Linked DNA regions of Mus musculus: all the other regions are linked to region 3. A link is a contact called in public Hi-C and HiChIP or PLAC-seq data. All regions are on one chromosome and are shown on one strand. Each heading gives the region's core, a stretch centred on a gene start, on an enhancer-like site or on the middle of the called end of the contact. The rest is flanking DNA. Distances are from core to core; before and after follow the strand shown.

Region 1 (4,089 bases), core at 1,004-3,503, 280 kb after region 3:
CAGGTCTTGTGAGCAGGGACTCTTGTCAGAATGTAACCATAGACGGTCTTGCCTCAAACTACAGAATGTAGTCAAGTGTTTGATTCTGCAACCTGAAGGGACTGGCAGCCCTGTCCCACCAGCTCACCTGAATTGATCAGCTCGTGTTAATTCCCCCTCCTGGTGTTGGCAGCCTCATCACTTTGGCTTGGGACCAAGGAGACCAAGTAGATGACACTTGGGGCAAAGGTCACGGTTATCCCCTCCTTTGACATTGGCACCATTGCTTGCTAGCAGCCACATGTATGAAGAGCCTGCTTTGTGCCAGCCCTGTGCTAGGCTTGCAGGTTAGGAAGGCTCAGTCCAACTTAGGTACTCTGGGACAGATCTGAGGCCCTTTGACAATCAGGATGGGTGGATGGACAGATGGACGATGAATAGATGGATGATGGACAGATGGATAATAGACAGATGGATGATGACAGATGGATCCCCTTCTGGGGCCTGTAACATGGGTCAAGATCCTACTGGGTTTTGTGCCCTGACCTTGTCTCTGAAGCAGCCTGCTCCTCTGTGAAACGCCACGCTATTCATACCAGTGGTCACCTGACGGTGTAGGAGTCAGGGTTAAGTGAGAATTCTCAGGCCAAGTTGTCACTATGTGCAGCATGACAACTGATTGCAGTTGCCCCTCCCCTGGTGGCTTGACTTCATTAAGACCATGTATAGGGTTCTTTATCGGATGACGTGGAGAGGAACCATGCTGTCTGGCCGCCTGAGGTTCCAGCATCCTTCATCCGGTTCAGTTGTTTCGTAGCTATCTTTTTTTTTTTTTTTTTTTTTTTTAATGTGTCCCAGGCTGGTTTTGAACTTGGTGTGTATCCAAGGATGACCGTCACATCCCGTTTACGTGGTGCTGGGATAGACCGCAGAGCTTTTTCCTGTGCTGGGCAATCATTCTACTAACAGAGTACATGCACAGGGTCCTCATGGCTGGGCGTGGCTGGCATGAGGTAGACATGCAGAGCCTCCCTGTACTGAGAGCAGACGTGCTGAGATGGGCAAATGTGTCCTTTCAGACTTTAAAACTCAGGGGGTCGTCACACCCCTGTTTTCCAGCTTCCCACCAATCTGGGTGCCTCCCCACTGCACAGCCTCCTGGAAGCCTTTGTAGCAGCTACCATGAGGGATACTGAGCGCCTCTCGCCATTCTTCAGGGACCATTCTTGTAGGGTACACAATACTGTCCCCACTTTATAGATGAGGAAGTCAGGAAATTCAGGGGAATTTCCTATGGGGCCTAGTAGGCCGCTGGGCCAGGAAATGACAGACCACAGGAACAAACCCTGGGCTGTCCCTGTGAGGCCTAGGGTAAGAGTATTAGGCATACTCTGACTACTCTTCCCCCAGACACCATGCCAGCCCAACTCCTCTGCCTCAAATGGCCTTTGGGCACTTGTGCTTACCTCATGGTCTAAAATCTGCCCCTGAGGATTTGCACTGTCCCTTTAGACTTGGTCCATGGCAAAAGAAACCTCTGGCGTCTGTCTACATCTCTGGGATAGCCTCTGCTCTCCCCTGTAGGTCTTGAAGGAGCTTTCCTTCCACACTGTCCAGCTCATTCTGTCTGCTGTGTCTGAGGAAGAGGTGTTGGCTTAGGGTCAGGTCAGTTCGCGCCTGGGAGAAGTGCTCTTTCTGGTGTGTGTCCCTCAGCTCTGGCTCCCCAAAGGGACAGCCAGGCCACACCAGTGAAGCAAGCAGGTGTGACTGGTATTTGGCAGTAGGTGGCTGTTCAGACAGGGATGCTCAAACGCTTGACTAAGTGTATGTTTAGGGCACACAAAGCTGGATTGTGACAAAATTACAGGCTGTGCTTTTAAGAGACGCTCATTTGAAGTGACAGTTTCTTGGGAAAGGCAGCATTTGGTTGTACTGAGGGCTTTGGTGTTGGCTTCTGTTTGAGATAGTTTACTTGGCGTGGGAGGAGGGTCCTGCCATCATTGTTACCTATGACTCTTCTCATGTGGGTGGTGGCACTAACCTTTAGCCTTTGACCCCTTCTCATTGTCCTCATGACTTCCAAGCCTACAGTCTTTTCTCTCTGCTTATACCCCTGGCTCCCTGTACCCAGCATCCTTCCTGTCCCCTTTCTGACACCAGGGCATTTCCTGAAGCCAGGGGCCCTCCCTGAAGCTCAGCCCTTGCCCTTTGTGCCATCTTGAACCCTCCCTCCCCTGCTCAGGCTGAGCTGAGTCACAGCCCTTGGCAAGCCCTGGCTCCGACCCCAGGAGGCCTCCTGGGCAAGTGTGGGGCCTCTCAGGCCTGGCAGGGCTGGCCAGATGGAGGCCAGGCTCCAGACAATAACCATGGCAACCAGTGGGTATGGGAAGGCCTGGCATTTTGAACTGGCCTCAGAATCTGACGGGTAGCACACAGATGTGTGGAGGACCCCACCCACCTGAGGCAAAGTGCCCCTTATTTTCCACTTCGGGGGGGGTAGAAAGGTGATTGACATCTAGCAGTCTTCACACACACACACACACACACACACACACACACACACACACACACACACACACAGAGTCAGCCTACCACCTCCACCACCACCACCTGCCTAGCACTTTGGCTAAGAGCTTTCTTTGTTAATCCCTGCCATCCTCTCACCAAATGCCTATGGTAGATTATGTTAGTAGTATTCCTGGGGACTGGAGGGAACAGACATTCAAGGGTGGAGCTTTGGTGCCTGCAGCAGGTTTCCTGGTCCCAAGGGAAAACTGATCTGGCATGGGATCTGAGACAGTGTTGGAGCTTGGAAGTTTGGAGAGGCAAGCTGAAGCAGTAAGAAACACCATGCCTGTGTGGTTCATGGGGAGGTTCAAGGTGTGTGGCCAGCATGTCTCAGTGACCATGCACCTCTAATCCAGAAAGCCCGCTCCAGGGTTCTATAGTAGAGTCCCATGGAGCTGAAACACCTGGGGAAAGCAGCCAGACTTCAACTCAAGACCTGTAGGCTGTTGGTGAGGAAGGGCCAGAGATTATGAAGCCATGCAATCAATCTTTGGTCTTAGCCTGGAGGGGTATTGCCAAAGGGTCTAGAATCCAGCTGGCTCTGTCTCACTTGTCCCTGAGTAGCTGGCACAGGGCATTAACCAGAATGGCACTTGGGACACCTCCTGCAGACCAGGCAGGGCTGGTCCAGGTTGGGAATAATCCCCAACTGGGCAAAGCAGATGCTACTGTGGTGAACCAGGGTCCCATGTCATTCCCACATGGTCCTCACTCTGCCTTACAGCCCTTAGGACGTACTGTTCCTGAAGATCCACAGTTAATAGAGTCTGTAAGGCAGACTGGTAACAAGGAAAGAAATGGGAATGGAGGTGGATATGAGGGGATGGGCGTGGTCGGGCATCAGCATCTCACACCCATCTTACCCTTGGGCAACCAGTTCTTCAGCTGGGCAGCCCGAGGAGGACAAGCTAAGGCCTCTCTCTTTATCACTACCATTCTGTTTCCCAGGCTCCTCCCACCACTGAAAGGCCCCCCCACGCAGATGTCCCCAGATAGCCCCACACTTGGTGAGGGTGCCCATCCTGACTGGCCAGGAGGCAGCCGCTACGACCTGGATGAGATCGATGCGTACTGGTTGGAACTTCTCAACTCGGAGCTCAAGGAGATGGGTAGGTGACGCTCTTCACCAGGCACCTGGTTGCAGATGTCAGGGAGGATCTTCCTCCGGGCCCCTCCAGTATCTATACCCCCGGTGGCTGTGACTGGGGCACATCCCAACAGCCTTACCGACAGGTGTGGGATTCCTTGCCTCTGCCTCCCAAGTATCTACAGCTGTCAGGTAGAGGTGAAAAATACCGTGTAATTCACGGGACTCGATGTCATGTGAATAATTCGTAAGCATCGGGCTAATGGGCATGGATCTCTCAGATGAAGCCTATTGATATGTCCCAGAAAAGACCAGCTTAGCCGTTATCTGTGTGTGCACATAGTTGATACCCACACAGTGCATGCAAGCAGGAGATTCCTCATGGATCCAGCTGTATCCCAGACACACCCTACATCGTATACACATGTGTGTGAGTGGTAATGGCAGACTCTAGA
Region 2 (4,348 bases), core at 910-3,409, 510 kb after region 3:
GATTCTGTATTCTTAAATGATTTGAGCCTCATTTCCTGAGTTGTCATCATTGTTTGGGTGGCTTTTCTCATCAACTCTTGTGGCCATAACTCTGGTCCTCATTGCTGTTGGGGGAAGACTAGGGTGGTAATAGAGGAAAATGGTTGTATGTGAGAGGCTTCCTAGCAAGTCAGTGATAGCTAATCTTGTCAGACTGATTGGACAGAGACTTGCCTAGGAAATTAAGGACAATCTGGGCATGAGATACACAGTGAGACCCAGTCCAAACATAAATAAATAAATAAATAAATAAATAAATAAATAAATAAATAAATAAATAAAATCTCTGTGACTTTGAGGTCAGCCCGTACTATAGAATGAGTTCCAGGACAACCAGGACTACACAGAGACGTCCTGTCTTGAAAAACACTCACTTTCTCACCTTTCAGTGCTCAGGAGTCAGAGACACACTGATCTCTGTAAATTTAAAGCCAGCCTTTCCCTACATAGTGAATTCCAGGACAGCCAGGGATGTGTAGAAAGACCTTGTCTCAAAAATAAAATAAAAGCAGGGTGTGATGGCGCACGCCTTTAATCCCAGCACTCGGGAGGCAGAGGCAGGCAGATTTCTAAGTTCGAGGCCAGCCTGGTCTACAGAGTGAGTTCCAGGACAGCCAAGGCTACACAGAGAAACCCTGTCTCGAAAAACCAAAAAAAAAAAAAGTCAAGAGGCAAGAGGTTCTGGATCTGGAGAGGGTTCAGTGGGCCACGTGGGCACAAGCATGAGGACCTGAGTTCAGGACTCCAGTGCCCACAGCTGAACAGGGGAGCACAAATCTAACTTCAGCTTACTCCATCAATGTGGGAGGAGACAGAGAATCTCCAAAGCTTGTGAGACCATTTGCCTGGAGGCCAGCCTGGTCTACAAAGTGAGTTTCAGGACAGCCAGGGCTATACAGAGAAACCCTGTCTCAAAAAAAAAAATCTATATATATCTCTATCTATCTATCTATCTATCTATATCCATCCATCCATTGGATGACTCACACCTTTAATTCCAGCACTTAGAAGGCAGGCAGGCAGTTTTCTGTGACTTCAAGACCAGCCTAGGTCTAAAAATGAAGTTGTGGGCCAGCTAGTTTGTTTAAAGGAAAAAAAAATTATAAAGAACAAAATGGAAAGTGAAGATTGATACCTTGTCTGATTTACACACTCAGGGCATAGAACTTACACTCAACACAAACGTATGCACACATACACAGGAATCATGGCCTAACCCAGGCCTTTAAAGTTTTATGGTCAATGCTTAAAAGAAAACTACCCCTCTTTACCATAACCTCATTTAACAGGGCTATTTTTCCAAAAGCAAGTTGTCAGACTAGGCAGGGTGACACATGTCTGTAATCATATCCTGGGGCTACATGAAAAGACTCTTAATTTTTCCATTTAGGATCATCTAAAAATCAGTGAAATTAAGCTAGGCACAGTGGTGGTGCAGCACATAATTCCAGCACTGAGGGGGTGAAAATGGAGGGTCAAGAGTTCAAGGCCAGTCGGAGGATACCAGACTTGGTCTCAAAAAACACAAAACGGAACCAAAGGAAAGAAATAAAAATTAAAGGCAAAGCTAAACACTAATGCGATATTAAGTATCTATGGGTGTCAAGCAGACACTGGAAATACTACGGTCCAACGTTCACTGCGCCAGGCCTCCATGGATGGCCCCAGCTAGCTCACTGAAGAGGGCAGGAGCCCTGGCATCTCAGGATGCCGAGGTTTAGGAGCAGGCTGTGCTGAAGGCCTCCGATGACCGCAGCACTCCGTAGATTAGAGCACTCCAAGATTAGGCTCCTTTCTCCGGGCGACCTTGGATTTAGGGGACTTCCTCCGGCTCATTCTCCTCTTTTGGGAGGCCGGGGTTGCTAGTGTAGAATAGGATGTAGGGATAGGATGACAGACTGCCGTGTACCCCGGGCAGCTGGGGACATTGGACGTGCTCGCCCGGTGACCGGAACCGTAGACAGTTCTCCGACTCGCGCGCGTTCTAAAATGAGGACAAAGCCCGCCCGGATCTAGAGCGCGCGCGCAGAAGCAGCCAATAAGATGCTAGGACAATGGTGAGTGGCGGTTCGCTTTGCCCAATGAGAGTATCCGTTGTTACGAGGTGGTGCCCGGCTTCGGCATTATAAAGAGCTCCACGAGTTGGCATTGTCAGGCGGTGGCACCGCGCGGGACGGAGTTAAGGTCTTCTTTATCGGCAGTGTACGGCGGCGGCCGAGCGGAGCGATAGTCAGTGGCTGCGGACGAGCCCTCGGGGGTGCGAGCGTGACCGCGGCCAAGCCCGCGCGTCGCCTTCTGCGGCGAGTAGGGCCTCGCGGCGTCATCGGCGGCGAGGTGAGCGGCCCGGCCGCGGGCGGTGGGCGGGAGCTCGGGGAGCGCCGCGGGGCCTGACGCGCTGTCGCCGCTCGTTGCAGTAGCCGCTGCGGCCTGGCCGACCATGTCGGACGCGGCTGAGGAGCAGCCCATGGAGACGACGGGCGCCACCGAGAACGGACACGAGGCCGCCCCCGAAGGCGAGGCCCCGGTCGAGCCCAGCGCGGCTGCCGCGGCCCCCGCGGCCTCGGCCGGGTCTGGGGGCGGGACCACGACCGCACCGAGCGGGAACCAGAACGGCGCGGAGGGCGACCAGATCAACGCCAGCAAGAACGAGGAGGACGCGGGGTAGGTGCGGCCGCGGGCCGCCGCCTTTGTTCTGGGGCCGTCTTTTGTTGGCGCCACGCGGCGGGGGGAGGGGCGGGCGGCCCGCGGAGCTGTGCCTGCCTGGCGCGCTTGCCGCCTGGCCCGGGCGCGGTTACGCGCCTCGGAGTTTGCAGGAGTTTGCGGGGTCGACTGTGAGGCCGATCTGGGCCGCTCGCGCGGTGCTTGGGCTACTTCGGGCCTCGGGGCGGGCGGCCCCGGAAGAGGAAAAGCGGCGGATCGCGAATCGGGCCGCGAGGGCTGCGTCTCTGCTGCGTAGGCGGAGTTGGCGCGCAGCGGGCCGGGCCTAGCCTGCCGCGAGTCGAGGGGCGGAGTTCCAGCCTGAACCCTGGGGCGGTCTTGGCACCGGGAAACCCAGAGTTCCTTGGGGCAGGTACTTGGGAGGCCGTGAGCTCAAGTAGATTCATGAGTGCAGGGCACGCTGATTTTAAACTCGTGAGGGGTCATGGGTCACATTCTTGTCCCGTATGTACCGTGTGTGGCTGTACAGTCTCGTTCAGCTGTGAGTTCCAGTTGAGTCGAGATTGCAGAGCGACGCAAGGGTTAACTTGAAAGGGGGCACCATCTCAGACTGGTCCATGGGACTGTGGCTCCATAAGCCCTTCCCCAGCCAGGAAAAGTGTCAGAATTCTTTTACAGCTTCTAAGGTTTGTGGTCTTGTCTCTCACTTGCAGAAAAATGTTCGTTGGTGGTCTGAGCTGGGATACCAGCAAAAAAGACTTAAAGGATTATTTTACTAAGTTTGGAGAGGTTGTTGACTGTACAATAAAAATGGATCCCAACACTGGACGATCAAGAGGGTTTGGGTTTATTCTCTTCAAAGATTCTTCTAGTGTGGAAAAGGTAAGCTGGGTATTTGACAGCAATCTACTAGGATTCTGAATCCTAAGGAACTCAGGCATTGCAGTGTTGAGGTGATTGCCACGAGTGAGCTTAGAGTCGTTTTGAGGGATAGTACAGATTGAGTGATTCTGGGCGATTGCAATTCTACTATAAAAAGCTTACTGAGAAGCCTGCAGGAGGGTAGGGAGCTGGGCAGGAACTAGAGAGCTGCCTTTTCAGCCTTCCTTTACTAACTCTATTGTGCCAATTCATGGGCTTGGTGTTAAATGCTGCACTGTAGGGATTAAAGTCTGAGATTGCTATGAGGATAGGTGTGATTTTTTTTTTTTTTTTTTTGCTTTTGTTGTTATTTAAATCCAAGTACATAGGGATGGCATCCTAAATCTCAGAGAAAGTGAAGGTGCATGCCTTTATAGGGTAGAGAGGATTTCAGCACTAGATGTGCTCTTTGTCACTGCTGCTTTGTCTTAAGTTGGGACTACTGTTCAGGACTGGGATACAGGTGTTCAAATGATCATCTATCTGTATGGGAGGTTTGGAAGAACATAGGGCTGGGAACTCCGTCTGGCTTAGCTCCAGAGAGAATTGAGCCCATTTGGTATGTACTTGTGTTTAGACCCTGACACATTTCTGTTTTACACAGGTCTTAGATCAGAAGGAGCACAGGCTGGATGGTCGTGTCATTGACCCTAAAAAGGCTATGGCTATGAAGAAGGACCCTGTGAAGAAAATCTTTGTGGGAGGTCTAAACCCTGAAGCCACAGAGGAA
Region 3 (3,721 bases), core at 259-2,758:
ACATATGATAAATTATGCTACAGCTAAACGATTTTTGTTTTTCCTAAGGAGTGTCTGAGAATTTGTCAGCCATACCTCATGAGGAACTTCCTGTAGGCGATCGAGTGCTCGGATGTGATCCAGTGTGTCTATGGATGGTGACAGACCACCGTGTAGACAGAAGATCTAAAAAGATTGATTACAAGTGCTAATTACACCTAAGAGAAACTGAACTCTTTGGACTACACATTAGACAGGAGCTGACACCATTTAGCTACATCAGTTCTAGGCTCTGTTTCGATGAGGATGGACCCTGAATAACTGGCTATTGTTCGACCTAATACCAACTACAGAGTACAGTATCTATTCCTGTTCCTGACCAACCACCATCCCTGAGGTTCCTTCTAAAGAGTGTTTTTCTAGCTTACCCACAGTCCCTCCAGAGCCTGACAGTCCCCCTCACACTGGTAAACAATGCCTTCCATCTCCCAGACCCCTCTACAAAGAGCCCCCAAAGCTGAATAGGTTACATTTTCCACCCCATGATCTTATCCTGACAGTTCAGCACCTAGAAAAGAACTTATCAGTATTTAGTAATGTATCCCCAAATGGAAAATCACTGCCTGCTAAACACCAAGAAAACAATTATTGGAAACAGGAAGAAACCCAGAAGTGAGTTTTATGGTACACACACCTGCCCATCCACCAAGGCAGTGAGAGGAAGATAGTCAAAAAGGTCTGTGAAGTATTTCCAAACATTTGCATTTCCGTATTTCCTTAAACACTCGTCGTAGAACCCATAAACCTGTGTGATCTGTCTGCTCTCGTGATTCCCTCGGAGTATGGTGATGCGCTCTCGGTAACGAACCTAAAGAAAACGACAACAGATGCCAGCTCTTTCCAAAAAAAACAAAAAGCAAGACACTTCATACAACTTTCTATAGGTAAATCCAGAGTTCCAACTGAGAGGAGGAGGGGCTGAGAGTGCACATCTCTAAACTTCAATGAACTGAAATTAGATGATAAACTTTTTAAAACTGCTGTTGCTGTTTCTCAAGGGTGGGTTTCTCTGTGTAGCCCTGGCTGTTCTTCAGCTCAAGGAGATCCACCTGCCTCTGCCTCTTGAGCTCTGAGATTAAAGGCATGGGCTACCACAGCCTGATGATTATAAGCATTTTTAATTAAAGGTTTATAAAATGCTTACCAATATCTCAATTAAGACCAAACCCCCTGCACCATCTTGTGTGAAATAAAAATCATACTTTTTTCTGACCTTTACTAAATTTAGTTATGCAACAATTACCATAACTCAGTTTTAGAGTCTTGCCAAGATTCCTTCCCGATCTGCAATGGCCCCACTCTTCCAGCCGGACAACCACTCATTTATTTCTGTCTTGAGAATGACTTTTCTAGAAATTTTAGTGTTTCTTGTGCTGCATATCCCACGGAGCGCGAGCTATCCTGAGTCACCATGCTACAGCACAGATGAGGGTGTGCTCCTTTCACAGCTGCACACTAGCATCGGGGGAGGGCAGGCCACAACCCATGGTTCCTGTATCTGCTCCAGTTTTCCTGTTTCTTAGTTACTGAGCTCATCTGCTCACATGCTTTCTTTTCTCTTGAACATATTCCTAGAGTGTAGCTATTGGGCTACATGATCGATTTATATGTAACTTCACCAATTCTTTAAAGTGGCAAACTCATTTCACATTCCTTTTTTTTTTAATGGTTTTAGAGCTTTATTGTAGAAAGGCAGAGAGAAAGAGAGAAGGTAGAAAGAAAGAGGCCGGCCGGCCATGGCCACGTGGAGAGAGGGGAGAAGGAAGAGAGAGAAGGAGGGCTAGAGATGAGAGTAAGGTGAGAGCTTAAAGCTCGTTTCACATTCCTGACAGGACACTTGGTATGGACTGCAGCCACTGTCTTAGTAACCGACGTGAAGTTGGCACTTGGGACTTTAACGTAAGATTTTTCTAATAACTAATGATGTTAACTAGCCATGTCCTTACTAATCATGTATCCTCTAGTATGAAGTAGCCATCATGTACCCTCTAGTATGAAGTAGCCCTTCAGTACTTTGCCCATTTAAAATCAGATTATCGGTAGGCAACAGGGCGGCTTCCCGCTTGCCTCCTGCGGCCCTGACGCTGAAGCAGTTCATGAGAAGGCAGCAAGTTCTCCTCCTCTACAGAAAGATTTTGCGAGCGATTAGGCAAGTTCCAAGTGATTCTGACTAAAAATACCTTTAGGACTGGGCCAGGAAAGAATTTAAAAGAAACAAAAGTGCCATAGAAGAGGATACAATGATGATTACCCAAGGCAATATGCAGCTAAAGGAACTAGAAAGGACGCTTGCTTTAGCCAACTTGTAACTGAAAGATTTTCAGACCTCCATGTGCTTTGCACAGGCTCCAAGCCACTGTCACAGAACACCCAAAAAGGTGATAATCACTCTAATCAAGAATGTAAATGAAGCCGGGCGTGGTGGCACAAGCCTTTAGTCCCAGCACTCGGGAGGCAGAGGCAGGTGGTTTTCTGAGTTCGAGGCCAGCCTGGTCTACAGAATGAGTTCCAGGACAGCCAGGGCTACACAGAGAAACCCTGTCTCGAAAAACCAAAAAGAATGTAAATGAAGGTGTGTTAATAGTCCACTACAGTCAGTGGCTGTAATAATTAAATGTGAACTAATGTCAAGAAATAAACAAACAAATAAAATTAGATTATCTAAGGTTAGGCATGCTGGTCCATGTCTATAATCCTAGTATTTGGGAGAAGCAGAAGGATCAGGGTTTGAGGTTTCTTACAGCCTGATCCTGTCTCAAGCCCCCTCCCCCAAAGACTGCAACCAACTTGAGGACTTGAGGGTAGCCTTGGCTTAGAGACTGTACAACGCAAACAACACTCCCCAGAACCACCACACAACAACAATAAAAATAAGACCTATCTTATGAGATGACTGACAGTAAAGGTGCCTGTCACCAAGTCTGATTTTAAAATTACATTTCATTTATTGTGAGTGCACGTATGTGTCCTCTCATTTCATCCATGTGGGTTCCAGTGCTCAAATTCGGGTCATCGGGTTTAGTGGTAACTGTCTTTTACTCACTATGTCATCTCACTGGCCCAAGATAGCCCAAGTCATAAGACACAATATGGCTACATTTTATCTGTTAGCTGCCAGTTTGATTTCTAGGACCCATATGGTGGAAGGAGATAACTAACTACAAGACATATTTAGTGGTATGTTTGTACCCACACAGTGTTACACAAAATTAACAAGCAACTGCAAAAATGTTTAAAATCTGAAGTAAGGCTATAGCTCAGTGATGAATCTGTGCTAGCATGCAAGAGGCTGAGTTCAATATGAAGCACCAAGAATACAACAATTTGAACAATTGTTTTTATAAACTTTGCTACATTTTTTAAAGAATAGAAAATCTTAGTTTTAATACATTAAATTTTCTTGGTTTTTATGAATTTTTGAGGCAAGGTTTTATACATCCAATGCTAACCTAGAACTGTCCCTCCATCTCCTGAATGTTAGAATTACAAGCCTGTATAATTCATCACGTACTTACACTGTGCTGGGATCAAATCCAGGGTGGTTTCTTGCATGCTAACCAAACACTCTATAGACACTAGGCTGCATTCCCTGGATCATCGTTCCCTGAACACAGCTAAGAAGTCTGAGCCTAACCAAGAGCATAGATATTCTTTTCTCCTAGATTTTTAACCTCTGCTATTC

The links. A called contact is a pair of places that touch in the nucleus more often than the background predicts. HiChIP or PLAC-seq counts read pairs in DNA pulled down with a chosen protein or histone mark.
Region 1: a contact with region 3 is called in a Hi-C map of bone marrow-derived macrophages, with 1.9 times the contacts expected there. The contact joins two enhancer-like sites. A contact is called at or near these places in 8 of 39 promoter capture datasets (the C10 cell line, the HPC-7 cell line, the SN4741 cell line and 5 more), 2 of 15 datasets of contacts at CTCF or cohesin (large pre-B cells and pro-B cells), 20 of 484 Hi-C or Micro-C datasets (the AML12 cell line, B cells, CD4 T cells and 13 more), 3 of 115 datasets of contacts at active chromatin or transcription factors (effector CD8 T cells, embryonic stem cells and memory CD8 T cells) and 3 of 9 other capture datasets (adipose tissue, embryonic stem cells and liver).
Region 2: a contact with region 3 is called in an H3K4me3 HiChIP or PLAC-seq map of bone marrow-derived macrophages, with 2.8 times the contacts expected there. The contact joins the promoter of Hnrnpab here to the enhancer-like site in region 3. A contact is called at or near these places in 1 of 39 promoter capture datasets (pre-B cells), 3 of 484 Hi-C or Micro-C datasets (CD8 T cells, embryonic stem cells and muscle stem cells), 2 of 115 datasets of contacts at active chromatin or transcription factors (bone marrow-derived macrophages and extraembryonic endoderm stem cells) and 1 of 9 other capture datasets (adipose tissue).

What each region holds. Positions count from the first base shown.
Region 1 is chr11:51,830,820-51,834,908 of GRCm38.p6, reverse strand. Jade2 (jade family PHD finger 2) reads left to right here. Exons shown (of 13, transcript NM_001357588.2): 6 at 3,496-3,656. Among named protein-coding and RNA genes, the nearest start is that of Gm30110, 23 kb to the left of the region's middle. Within about 2 kb of position 2,253, at least 123 of the 459 cell types and tissues checked have an H3K27ac peak or open chromatin away from gene starts, as enhancers often do. A contact at or near this core is called in the HPC-7 cell line and bone marrow-derived macrophages, where this site is marked.
Region 2 is chr11:51,604,692-51,609,039 of GRCm38.p6, reverse strand. Hnrnpab (heterogeneous nuclear ribonucleoprotein A/B) reads left to right here and starts at 2,159. Exons shown (of 8, transcript NM_001048061.1): 1 at 2,159-2,373; 2 at 2,454-2,700; 3 at 3,411-3,579; 4 at 4,223-4,348. The coding sequence starts at 2,477.
Region 3 is chr11:52,115,113-52,118,833 of GRCm38.p6, reverse strand. Ppp2ca (protein phosphatase 2 (formerly 2A), catalytic subunit, alpha isoform) reads right to left here. Exons shown (of 7, transcript NM_019411.4): 3 at 674-847; 4 at 76-165. It also overlaps the pseudogene Gm30631. Among named protein-coding and RNA genes, the nearest start is that of Mir3061, 9.8 kb to the left of the region's middle. Within about 2 kb of position 1,508, at least 9 of the 459 cell types and tissues checked have an H3K27ac peak or open chromatin away from gene starts, as enhancers often do. A contact at or near this core is called in the HPC-7 cell line and bone marrow-derived macrophages, where this site is marked.